Linked DNA regions of Triticum aestivum: region 2 is linked to region 1. Evidence: chromatin contacts called from public Hi-C data. All regions are on one chromosome and are shown on one strand. Each heading gives the region's core, a stretch centred on a gene start, on an enhancer-like site or on the middle of the called end of the contact. The rest is flanking DNA. Distances are from core to core; before and after follow the strand shown. Region 1 holds the start of LOC123162745 (putative U-box domain-containing protein 42). Region 2 holds the start of LOC123156666 (kanadaptin).

The links. A called contact is a pair of places that touch in the nucleus more often than the background predicts.
Region 2: a Hi-C map of leaf shows a contact between it and region 1, with 7 times the contacts expected there. The contact joins the promoter of LOC123156666 here to the promoter of LOC123162745 in region 1. A contact is called at or near these places in 3 of 5 Hi-C or Micro-C datasets (all in leaf).

The regions. Positions count from the first base shown.
Region 1 is chr7B:141,170,171-141,176,773 of IWGSC CS RefSeq v2.1, forward strand. It overlaps LOC123162745 (putative U-box domain-containing protein 42), which reads right to left and starts at 2,607. Exons shown (of 4, transcript XM_044580509.1): 1 at 2,258-2,607; 2 at 451-1,551; 3 at 1-265. The coding sequence starts at 2,263.
Region 2 is chr7B:141,554,273-141,561,130 of IWGSC CS RefSeq v2.1, forward strand. It overlaps LOC123156666 (kanadaptin), which reads left to right and starts at 1,507. Exons shown (of 12, transcript XM_044574821.1): 1 at 1,507-2,133; 2 at 2,499-2,584; 3 at 3,562-3,641; 4 at 4,213-4,268; 5 at 4,926-4,974; 6 at 5,573-5,722; 7 at 5,933-6,028. The coding sequence starts at 1,655.

The sequences.
Region 1 (6,603 bases), core at 1,357-3,856:
CCATGTACTTGATATTCTTTGGGCATTTCTCCAGGTTCTGGAGGACCTCTCCGGCCTTCTCTGAAGTAATCGGATCATCGGAGTTGTTGAATTTCATCGTGATCAGAATTAATATGCTTCCAGCAGTTGACCCGATGTTTTCTAACAGTAACTCTGATTTTGAAAGCTCTAGCAAGAAACAGATAGCTGCATGTCTTTCATCCGAACTACTACTAGAAAGCAGCTTTATTGTCCTTGAGACAGCCCTGGTTTTTGCTATGATTTCCTGCACGTCAAGAGGCAACATTTGAGTTGTTAATCTAAGATGCAGGACCAACACAAATTGAAACTGGACTCTACCAATAATTTAATTTCAGCATTTCATTAAGTTTCACATGGTGATTTCGAAAAATAATTTTGACATGGCCAAGCTGGGATTTCACAAAAGCTGAACATTTCAGACTTCCTTACCTTTCCTGGCTCATCTTCGACCAGCAGGCAGAGGAGCTCCAGTGAGTCACAGCGTATCAGTGCATCCTTGTGCTCTAACAGACGTGCAAGGAACTTGGTTATGCCAATCTTGTGCATCTGCTCCCTGTTCTTTCTCCTCGTCCTGGCAAGCAGCTTCAGCTCATGTATGGCTTCAAGTATCATAGCCTCCGTCCTTGCCAGTGAGAGAGCAGTACGTGCGATTCTGATCCGTGTTGCTTCATTCCTCATAATCCATTCCGCGATTGTGCTCTTGAGTGGAACATTAGTCCTCAGAGTCTTGCTCTGCATCGCTATTTTCGTAACCGGGCAGATCACAGGTTCAGAATCATCCGTTAAACTGTCAAAGTACTCCTCAATGGTTCTCCTGTCATATGTTACTCCGCTTTCGGTAGTCACGGGATCGACCATGACCTTATTTGTGAGTGGGCAGAAGAAAGAATCATACAGCGGCTCAACATACTCTGCGACTTCAGGGAGTGAACTGAACGACTGCCCACCGAACTCGTGAGACTCATGGTACATTCCCTGCAGGAAGTCTACCAACCTTGGCATGTCGCCGTCGTGCAGTGCTCTTCTCTTGGGCCTATCATTTGCCACAACTATCGTCATGTCGCCCTCAGAATAGCCATCACAGGAACGCTGATCATTAGGATGCTGCCCGTTTGCAGTGACCTGAAGGTGCATGCCGGCTGCTGCATCCGCACACCTGTTGCTACCAAATGCTGAAGCGGGTATCCGGCCGAGCTCATGACCGATGTTCTTTATCACATTTTCAAGGTCCTCGGTTATGCTCTGGAGGTCTTCATCCATGAGCTGCTGCGCGACGGCGCTGCACCTAGCGACGAGGTCCTTGGCGAGGTCGACATTGGCAGCTAGATATTCGGCTATGTGCATCACGTTGGTCGGGGAATTCTGCACCCTCTGCACCTCCAATGTCGCCGGGGGCACGCGCTGAAGACGGCTGCCTGCATCCATGAACTTCTCTTGGCCGACATCGGCGGAGGCCATTGTCGACATGACCTCGGAGATTGCCGCTATGGACTCGGCGAGTGCCGCCTTCCGGGCTTGTCCCTCACTTCTCTGAAAAACAAGTACACGTCAGGCACCCAAGCAAATGCATCCAACTCCAAAGACAGAGGGGCTGTTCTCATGGAAAATGACGGTTGAGAGTTCACACCAGCAAACTATAAATAATTAACCGACAGATTTTATATTAGATTAAAACAATCTGAAGTTGACGGGGGAATTGATTCTACAACAATCGGAGGATACGATACGGGGCTGCCACTTTCCCCCAATCCCCGATTGTTGACAAAATGGTTTCAAGAAAGTGGCATCTCCCGTAAGTACTATGAACGAATAAGAATTGGAATTCGCTTTACTGAAAATAAACAGCCAAATTAAAGACTTGTACTATGAAGTGCTTGGAAACGGGGAACACGCTGGTTTTCGGGCACTCCTTGAAAGAAGATAGAAAATACGCTGAAGGGGAAGAAGAAGAAAATAACAGTTGAAAATAACATTTGAGCACATGGAACGGCCTCGGCTTCATTTCCCCACTCCCGATGCCAAATCCACACAAGACCGCCTAAAACCCTATGATTCCTTTCCCTCCCACAAGGCTTAGTAATCCCCACACAAGACGAACACAAACAAGAACAACACAGGAAGGAACTGTGATTTTTTCTTGAAAACCTACGCTAGTGCCTGACAGTTGACACCACCCTGAACTGAATCAAACGGCTCGTCGCCAGAAGAAGAGAAGGCGACTCAGCAACACACATACCTGCATCCAAGCCCCCTGACCCGAAGAACCGGGGCCGCCGCTTCCTCGGCCGCCCTCCTGCCCGCCACCCGCCGTGCTGACCCGGGGAGAAGGTGGCTACCGGTGCCGCGAGAGCATTCTATCTCTCTCCTCCTCCGCTTCCTGCCCACCGCCACCGCCCCCGCGCCGTCCAGCCCTCGAACGAACGAACGAACGAACAGCGCCGCACCGCCCGGCTGAGCGCGGCAGAAGAATCGAGAGGAACAAAAATAAATTGGAGGGAGGTCGGAATGAAATGATGGGAGATGGCGCCGCACGGGGACCCAGTCAAGTGAGGTCGTCTAAAGCAACCTCCCTGGCCTGGCTGGCTCCCTGGATTGGAGATCGGTAAAGCGGCCCAGTTTTTTAACGGGTTTTCCGGTAGTGCCCCTGCCGCGCTTGTTTATTGTTCATATTTGTAGATAGTGCGCCGTGGGAAGCGTACAAAGGCGTTTGACTTTGCTGGCGGTGGAGGTGGTGCCCGGCGACCGCATGCTTGCAACGGACACCACCACATATGCCACCTTCGTTTTCTGTCCACGCAGGCCTGGCATGGCATGTCGACTGCGCTGCGTTCGTTCTTTGTCCACGGCGACTTCAGGCCTGGCAATGTTAATTGCACTGAGGTTTCGGTCAGGCAAGGCAAGATGGCCTGCAAATCGATCGATAACCCCAGCACGGCGGTCAATTTTGGTGATGAACGGGGCAAGTTCTCGGAAACTTTGCATGTTTTTCTTTTCCACGTAAGTTCACAGAATTACCCCTATTTCAAATGATGGTGGTGAAGGAAAGTGCAGGCGAGAGACAGCATTATGGCAGCATTTTTGAGCTGTGGACCGCCCTGATTCATGAGTTCTTGGATCATACGCTTCCTTCTTTCTGCTCTCCTCTCCGCTCCATTTGCCTCATCATGAAGGCATGGCATGGCTGCCGCATTGATGATCCCCGAATCGGTTGAATGGTGGCGGCGAAGCTCATTAAGTGAGCGCTCTAATCTAAGAAAGAACCATCTTCTGTGAAAGGAGAAAAGCATTCGAGTTCCGATCGTCGATCTAGATATTGTTACGGTTAGGCGTTGGAGGGCGCTAGCAAGTACAGTACAGTAGTACATTCCTCGCAAAAAAAAAAAAAGGGGTACAGTAGTGTACATTGTGTTGCGAGTGGAAGAAGTAAGTTATTAGGGTTAAGAAGTTGCTGAGATTTATTTAGTTGCTCCTAGATCGTGCTGGAATCATGGGATGCGTCATCGATTCACTACAGTCACTAATCTAATCATGCATGGTTATGCCCCGCAGCAAAATAACTAATCATGGCTACCAGAGTAGTACCAGCGGTACTGCTCAGGGGTGGAGGTGCGTACGATCGAGTGGTACAGTCAGTAACAAATTACAACATCTTTCAGAAAAATAACACAGTTAATGGTACTAACAACTAACCTAGCTAGTACATTGCGTACAGATAAGGACCGACGGAACTGGGCTAAATTGAATAATAATGTTCGTTGAGCTTTTCAACCTATGTAACCTAGCTCTTGAAATGTTCGATTTCATCGCAGATTCCTGAGTTAATTAACTACCGTCTCCATCGACTAATTCTACATCGTCGAGATGCGCCTATCCTAGACACAAGAGCATGAATAAAATAGCGGTATGACGGCTGGTGCAAGACAAGAGCACAGAATTTACCCGGCAAGAATGGATTAGCAAGCTACAAGCAAGGTCAGGTTACCAGTGGGCACAAAAACCTCAACTTGTCTTTACCAGTGGGTTACAAGAACGATCAAGCGCGTGGAACCATTCTAAATGGAACCGCGGCGTGATGGCTACTAGTGTGCTATTCTATGATGATGATCCAGTCGACGGCGATAGCTAGCTACGGACGACTGGGACACTTGCAGCCCGATCGGGCAGGGGCAAAACCGTCCGCCAGCGTGTGGGTCGCGTCGACATGGGCGCCACCCCGGGCGGGCCGATCGCAATCCGCTTGCGTGCGTAGATATCGTCCACTGTCCAGTACAGTAGTATTTTCTTAATTTCTTGTCCGACGCGTATGAACGAGACGGACACTGTGCTGCAGGTGTGGACGGACGAAATCGCGGCAAGGACGGCGTTCGCCTGCCAGGTGAGGGCTGAGGACCGAAGAATGTCGATCTTGACCCGTTTCAGATGATCACAGCCGTAGTACCAGTATAAATATAAATGATCACAGTAGCATTTCAGTCTCGGCGGAATGGCGGTGATGCATTCACTGCGATCAGCTACAGCGGGAGGAAGAGCGGCCGCGGCAGCGGCGGACGGGACAAGAAGCTTTCCGTGTCGTGACAGTTGGTTTAGGTGCGTGCCCTATGGGCACGGGCAGCCTGTGGCCGGGCTCGATGAGATCGCCAACCACCGCGCGCGCGTCGGCGTGAGCGTGGGCGTGGCCCTTTTTTCCGGGCTCGGACATGCCACCGGACGGACCGCCCGGGACGTCGGTGGTGACGCGTATCTTGGCTTGGCTTCCACACCAAAGTTTTGCGCTCGATCACGCTACACTACAATGTACTCCCTCTGTAAACTAATATAAGAGTGTTTAGATCACTACTTTAGTATTCTAAACGCTCTTATATTAGTTTACGGAGGGAGTACTGTATGATGATGTTAGTGTAGTGTAGCGTGGTGGGGAAGGGAAGGGTCGCGCGTGAGCACGTACGGTAGGGCTGGGTACATCGTGATCCACTGTGCAACGCAACTGTGCTCTGGAGCAAAGCGAGCGAGGGCGCACGCGGCGAACGAGAGTTGCTTTTCTTGTCTTCGGCCGCAGCGCCCATGACAACACGTACCTTACCGTGAAACTATTCACCTGACCACCTGTGGGAGAGCTTCACACGGGTTTGGGTCTCTCGGGTAAAGCGAGCCTGCCGGCAAAGACAGGTGGCTACCATTTCACCCAGCTTTATACATAAAACAACAACCGAAAAAGTACACGGCCACACGATACAAACTTATGAGGTAGTCCTGTTACAAAGCCAATACAAAGCGTGATTACACTACCAACAACGAACACCTACAGACCTAAACACCCCCCCCCCCCCCCCCAACGACCTAACATATCTAAACTCCACGACAACGCCCTTAAGAGGGAGAACGGTGCAGTGCAGAATCTACAACGGACACAGGCCTTCATCCGGAACCCTGAAACGAAGAGAGGAACCACAACGACGTCTTCAAGAAGATTGCTACACCCTCAGGTGTTGTCGTCGTTGGTGCCAAGGCAAAGAGCTTTCGCTTGGCAACTCACCCGTGCCACTACGAGGCCGCCAAAAAGAGCGCGACAATGTCAGAACGCCAGATCCAGATCAGGACACCGCCCCTCCAAGGGAGGGGGCACGTCCGAGCTACCCGTCGCAACACCTCCCGTTGCACACACACAACCGGGGAGAGGAGCCACCACCACTGAAATGATGCCCGTCGAAGAGCAACCATGCGGACTGCCATCCAGTCGTGAGATACCATGTGCCGCTCACGTCACAATGCACTCAAACACAGTAGGAAGAGCGACGACAGTCTATCTACTCCTAGCCCGACATCAGTCCCTGGGTCGGGGTAGGCGCCTCCACCATAGGACGCACCCACACATGCGTCCCCAGCCAGTGCCCAGTGCATTGGGGGGGGGGGGGAGGGGAGGAGGACACGACTCCGAGACTGCCGTCGGCGAGCCAACCGCGAGCCCATGCCCAATCAAGCTCACACGATGCAAAGTTCATGGTCACGGGCACCAATCCGCGCATCAACACAACGCTAACACGACCACCACCATCGAGCATCGTACCCGCGAGGAGAGCACAAGCACCACCCCCTAGCACCTCCCAAGCCCAGCCCAACCTCTCCTACCCAAAGGACAAGCAACAACCTGGCCGACCCGAGCATGAACCCTAGATCTCGGCCTACCACTGACACACATCCAGGAGAAGGATGTCGCCACCGCTATCCCTCGCCACCTACAGACTTGTGGCAGTCACGACATTGTGGCATCTCCTGATGCGCACCACAGCTCTGCCCCAACCTAGCACCCAACGGCAGAGCAGGGGTGATCCCTCCATCGCCGGCCACCACGCCCGAGGGACCGAGCCGTGGGTGAAGGAAATATGCCCTAGAGGCAATAATAAAGTTATTATTTATTTCCTTATTTCATGATAAATGTTTATTATTCATGCTAGAATTGTATTAATCGGAAACATAATACATGTGTGAATACATAGACAAACATAGTGTCACTAGTATGCCTCTACTTGACTAGCTCGTAAATCAAAGATGGTTAAGTTTCCTAACCATGGACATGAGTTGTCA
Region 2 (6,858 bases), core at 257-2,756, 380 kb after region 1:
GTTGGTACCAGAGCCGACCCTCACGGTTACACAGATGTTTGCATGTTAGGTGCACGGTCATGTTTATGCATGGCGTTTGTGGCCCATCGCGGCACATGGCATGACACATTTGTCGGACTGGACGCACAAACGTGTGCCAAGAGGAAACGTTCCCGTGGGCCGATGAGGACGTCGGTTCCTTTGAGCGGCGGTGTATGTGATACCTTGGCTCTTTGTCTTAATTGTGACATCCCTAAAGAGCAGATCAATAATTAGGCTGGTCAACCAATTGATCTCAAACCAAACTAATGACTGGAATAGGCCTCTGATCGACTCCTTGTCCATAGTTTTGATGCTGAAGAGATTCTCAAGATTAATCTCCCCTCAAGTCCAGCTGAAGATCACATTGCAAGGAACACCAAAATAATTGCATCCTAGCTTAATAGTGATGATAGACTACTCATATCAATAAGGAATTCCTTCTTTTCCGAGAGCCCATTCGAAAAGAGCTCCCAAGTAAATTGTGCTCAGCTTGGAGCAATTTCAGGATGGGTGACTGACGAGGAAGTTGGTTCCAGGTGTGCACGAGTGAGGACAAAGTGCGCAATAAAGACTAGTGTTGATCTGTGGGGTTAGTCTAGATCTCACCAGGAGTAACAGCCAGTAACCGTCGGGTGTGTCTGGGGCGTTACATTGTCGCACAACTTTAGCCTTGACCCGATACCACCATCGCTAGAGGATGAGACCACCTGGGCAGCTCACCGCCGGCGAGACACTTAAAATAGTAGGTTGAAGCACCAACATAGATGCCTCCCTTTTGCCTCAATGACTTGGTGGAAAGAAAGGAGCCGACATTGATTGCCAGAGCTCCGGATGGCCGACCTTCGACTAGGAGATGCGGCAACACGTTGTTGAGGACCGAGTCTGGTCGTAGCTTCCTCATAGGTGCTGCTGAGATTGATCTCCAAGGAAGAACATGGATGGTTCGTCGGTAGCTTGATCCCCTCCCTCCCGCTTCTTTCCGTCCACCATCACAGCAGCTTTAGAGGGAAGCAAGGAAGAATAAGATCGAGATCCATATCCGAGGATCTTGCAAGCTTATTTAGAGGGCGACAGAGAATCCCACCACATTTGGCTCCCACCGAAGGAACCGTGGCCATGAGCATCACCATGGATATCCAGTCGCAACTCGCCTTCATCGATCTCCAACACCCCATTGGCATAGTGCCAGATGGCAAGTCCAAGCATCCGCCTCCTATAAGCACCACTACTACTATCTACAGAGGGAATGCCGCCTCCTCTCCGATGGTAGAAGAGCAACACACAATCCGCCAACTCAAGGAGGAGTAATAGAGGAGAGGGAAAGTGAGGGGAGAATGAGCGGTACGGCGGTGGCGTTGGGATGTTCCAAATTGGTCACACGTAACTCTGCCACTAGCTAATCCTGCGCGCCGAACGGAAAACGAACGGCCAAGATCGCGCTTGGCTGAGAGCTCCACCTGCGCAGCACCATCTGTCGCCAACGGCGAGGATTGCTGCCCCCCCTTCTTCCCCGTCCGTTTGCCCGGATCACCGACCCAGCTCCGCTCCGCTCCGCTGTTCATCCCCACCTCCTCCTCGCCGTCGTCCCCTTCCCCTCCCTTCGTCTCCACTTCTCACGCTCCCGCACACGGCCATGAACCCTACTATGCCTCCGCCCCCGCCCCGAAACCCTAACCCCTCCTCCTCCTCCATGCCGCCTCCGCCGCCCCCCAAACCCTCGCCGCCTGCCCCATCGGCGCAGCCGGAGGCGGAGGACGAGCCGAGGCCTGATGCCTCGATGGCCGAGGCGGACGGGAGTGCTAAACCGAGCCCCTCCTCCTCTATGCCGCCTCCACCGCCACCAAGACCCTCGCCGCAGCCGGAGGCGGAGGCAGCGTCGGAGTCTGAATCGTCGGCCGACGGGAGCGCTAACCCCAGCCCTAGCGACTCGTCGGCGGGGGAGGAAAGGAACCCCGGTGGCGACACCGAGATGGCCGAGGAGGCGCCGCCAGAGCAGCGGCAGCAGCCGCGGCCGCGCGCACCATACGCCATCCCCGACTGGAGCGCCGCCCCGGAACACCCCTTCTTCCTCGAGGTGCTCAAGGAAGGCCTCATCTTCGAGAACCTTGACGTGTGAGTTGCTGTCTCTGCACCGGCAGTCTTGCTTTTCTCGTCTTGCTATGGGGCTGCTTACTCTGATGCCTCCGGGGTTTCTAGCTCATGTACGGTAGGAGTGGAGAAGGGCAATGCGTGGTTCCTAGTGCAAACGGTTGATAACGACTTAGTTTTATTTCTAAAATCACTCATGGTTTGTAGTTGCGTGAAATGAGTACTTGCATAGCTACATATTTCATGTTTCAATCCAATGCATTGTATTATATGTGGATTTTGAGACCTTCACATTCGAAGTTCATGACGTTGTCTGCTAGTACATAATTAGCTGGACTACTTATTTTCCTAGATATGGTTGGTGAAATGACTGGCATTACATATCGCAGGTCCAAGAAAGGAGCTTACATGTTTGGCCGAATTGATCTGTGCGATTTCGTGCTGGAGCATCCCACCATTTCCCGTTTTCATGCAGGTACATTCATTTTCGCCATGCTCTTGTCAAGTATTGTTCGAAACGGATGCTCTTGTCAACTATGCCATAGATAGAACATTAGAACCAAAACTCGAACTCCAGCTAGCTATTTAATCTAGTTACTAAGTGCAGAGCTAGTATTTTGTAGACCTTTTCAGTTCGAAACGGAAGCAATTACTAATACTTTTCACATCAAGGAAGGTCGTCTGTAACCCCCCACCCCATCTCAGTCAGCTTCATTACATTAACTAGATGTCAGGATGGTTGCAGTTTTCAAACAGAAGTTGGAATTTTGTTTGAAGCAATATACTTAGTCACCTTTTTACTGATTCTTCGGATAGCTGGCTGGAAACTGGTCGCTGATATTCTGAACATTTGGGATGTCAGTGAGCATAAATTTTATTTATGGTGCTAAGATATTCATGAACATATGGGGGATGATATGCGGGGAACTGTGAAACTTTGCTGTAAATAATCCTTTTCTTCAGAGGGTAGTATTTGACTTAGAAAAGCTGTTTATTAATTAGTAAAATTATATGGATAACCTGCTGGTGAAATAGGGTTGAATCAAGACATTGACCATGACTGGAATCGAAGGAATTCTTCCACTAATTTGTCTAGGACTTCTATGTGTAGTGCATTGTCCATGTTGTTTTGGCAGAGGTCACAAAGTATATGCACGTGGTTAACTGTATTGAAGTTCTGCAGTTGTTTTTTCTTGCATAAGTATGCCATCTACTATATGTATCATTACATAAAGTGTTCTCTTATGAGTAATTGTTCACTTTGTTTTATCATCTTCCATTATATTTTTAATAATCTCTGAGTGCAAGTTTTGTGGACATGGGATAATTATTTATTGTTCGTGAACCAGAGATGGTAATTATAGAATCCAAGCATTCACATAATAATAATATATAATATTTTCTTGGTAAGTCTTATGCGTCACACTTATGACTTCTTTTGTGTTATTTTAGTTCTGCAGTTTAGAAATGATGGGCAGGTTTTCCTTTACGATCTTGGAAGCACACATGGTTCTTCCATCAACAAAACTCAGGCATAGTCTCTTTCCTTTGTCTTACTTCAGAGCAGAACTGAATATTTCCAATTCATCCAGGACTTCTAATATGTTTGTTTGAAAATGTTGATACCATGCAACTATGTGTCCTCTTCTCATGTATGCACCTCATTGTTTCTCGAACACACATTTTCGTATTAAGGAGAAGAGCGTCAATATGACGCAGAATGCATCATTGTTCATGCTATTTTGTTTTAAAAAGCACTGCAATTTGTGCTGATGGCATTCTTATTCTGTTGTAATTTTGTACATCCATCTACCTTTGGCTTGCTGAGTCACACTATAAACTGGGGAAAAGATATCTGCCATTTTCTGATATTAGAAATAGCAAAAGAGTTGTTTGTGTATCCATTGTTCTTTTCATGCTTAATACACTGCTGCCTTTCTGAGCTAATTTGCTTTTGGGCTATTCCTGTAACATCCTTTTTCCCCAGAAAAGGGACCTTGTATTAGCTTGCCAATGTTGCCGTGCTTGTTGGTTCACGATAGCATAACTACCGTTCTGATGAAGGCAAGAATATTGTTCTGATGTCATATATTTAATTAACAGGTCAAGAAGAAGATGTACACACCGATTCATGTTGGAGATGTAATTCGATTTGGGCAGTAAGTTTGTCAGCCAGACGGTGTTATGCATCATTTCTAGCAGAGATTACAACAAATTGCTTTCTGGTGCTTATTTTTTTGCAAATTGTGTTCTTTCATCTGACAGAATTTTTAGGTTTCTAACCTCAAATCTGTTCATTTCATAACCTGCTTATTATGGACTAGCCTTTTCCTTTATAAATTAATAATCATGTGTGGCATTGACAACTGTTGTGAAACAGTAACATTGGCGAACTGTTGTAAAACAGTGGCAATGAGTTCATGGCTTCAAAGAAAGCTTAACTTTTATTTTTTTCGTAGTAAATTATATTGTTACTTATTATTGACTTAATTAACTACTCCCTCCGTAAACTAATATAAGAGCATTTAGATCACTACTTTAGTTATCTAAACGCTCTTATATTAGTTTACAGAGGAAGTACATCTGATGGAAAGTTGAATGAAAAGATATGTCAGCCTCATGCATATTCTAAAAAAATAATCTAGTAGGAATATTACTGCATTTTTGTTAGTTTAACAAATGCCCTGAAACTGAAAACGAAATATCAAACAAGCAATTGAAGAAATGAATAAAATGGCACTACTGTTGTATTCATTTGCGCTCTTATCACTCAGTAAATTTGGACTGAACTTTTCTCACTCTTTGTATTATACCAGATCATCACGTTTGTACATTTTTCAAGGACCATCTGAGCTAATGCCTCCAGTAAGATTCTGAAACTCCTTCAGTTGGCTCATCTGCCACTATGCCATATTTGATTTCTGAAGTATTTACTAGCTTGCCGCCGCATTCACGTCTTAATCAAAGTTATAGTGAGGATGCAACATACAGTTTATTGTTCCCAACTAGCAAAGTGCCTGTGCGTTGGAACGAATTCAAAATAGACTAATACATGTTCACAAACTTGAAAAAAAAATCACCCTGTTTTTGGTGTATATCACTAAAAATATGTTGGGTTTCACCCAATTTTATTCCTCTTATCTCTAGCCTACCCGACTTCACATCTGTTAGATGCAGATCAAATGACAGAAAGGCTGGGGAGAGACTAAGGAGTTTTCTGCAAATGTGGAGCAGAGTGTACTACAGCCTACTTCACATCTGTTAGATGCAGATCAAATGACAGAAATGATGGATGGCAGACACACACCATCATCACCAACTGGGTCTTTTCTAGGAGTAGAATAGAGATTTGTGCTTTTGTAGAAGTGGAAAACACAAATGGGATATACATCATTGAACAGAGTCAGCCTCCTCATATTCAGTTGTGTGAGTCTTGTATTTACTTGTTTGTCTCATCTAACAGGAAAAGGATATGCAGAAACTCCGTGATGCTAAGATTCGGCAAAATATGCTTGATCGTGAAGCTTCCCTTTTACGAGCGAAAACTCAAGCAGTTTTAGCAGATGGGATCTCATGGGGTATGTCGGAGGATGCACCTGAAGAAGACGGGGAGGTTAGTTTTTTTGTTTTTACAAGCATTTGGTTGTGGATATTGAGAATCTTACATTAGTTATTAATCGTATGGAGCCTTTCCATTCTTTTGGTGAGAAACCAACTGTTCCCAAGTTTCAGTTGCATAATTATATATGTTTAGAGATTTTTTCTTTTTTAATTGGTTATGACGGCCCTTGTTTTTTTTACTGAACATCTTTTCATATCTTAGGATGAGGCAGATGAGATCACGTGGCAAACCTACAAAGGTCAGCTTACGGACAGACAGGAAAAGACACGCAGCAAATTAATAAAGCGAATGGAAAAGGTAAACATTTTTTACTGAAGAAACGACAACGACATTATCATACTCAGCATTGCATTTTCTATGTGCACCTACAGTATGAAACATCGATTGTGGTTGCATTTGAAAAATCACCATTTCTTATAGTGATTTGTATGCACCTATGTCTGGTTCAAATATTACATAATTGCTGTTTGCGGTGCCTTGCCCATCCAATTGTAATTTGGCTGATTTGCGATAATGGCAAAATTTTAGTTTTATAATTCTGTTGCATTATACTTGTAGCCGGTAGTTCTGGTATTGATTTCCATTCATGGGGCATTTGGAGCAGCTGTTTATTTTTGAACTGCACAATCTCATTTCCTCAGTAAAACGGTGCTTACATTCTGCATTGCTAGATCATCAGGGGAGATGTTATTTTGTTCTTTGAGCGACCTACTTACCTGTAACCTGATGCTTTGGTCTGGGTCGGTGGGTTGCAGTACATAGTATGCCAGAAAGAAGGAAATATATAGTTAAGTATACACTGCAAAAATTACCAGGGGAGATCCTTTTATGGTTGAGTCACTTTATGGCAAACGCTAAAGAATGTAAATTTCGCTCTAACGAAATGGGATGGGCTTGCCTTCTTTTCCAGCAATGGTGATGGCATAGTCGCTGCCATAGGAATTCATCCACCTGGTGTGTTTCCAAGTTTCAGTAGTTCATCAAGGAGTGGTGGACTAGCATGTCGGGCGCGCATATTGCAAATCGTACTATCGTAGTGCCATGGCATCCCTCACTATGCTTGTTTCTTGGACCACTTGGAATGAGAGAAACACATGGGTTTTCCGACACAAGTCCGCTCCTGCAAC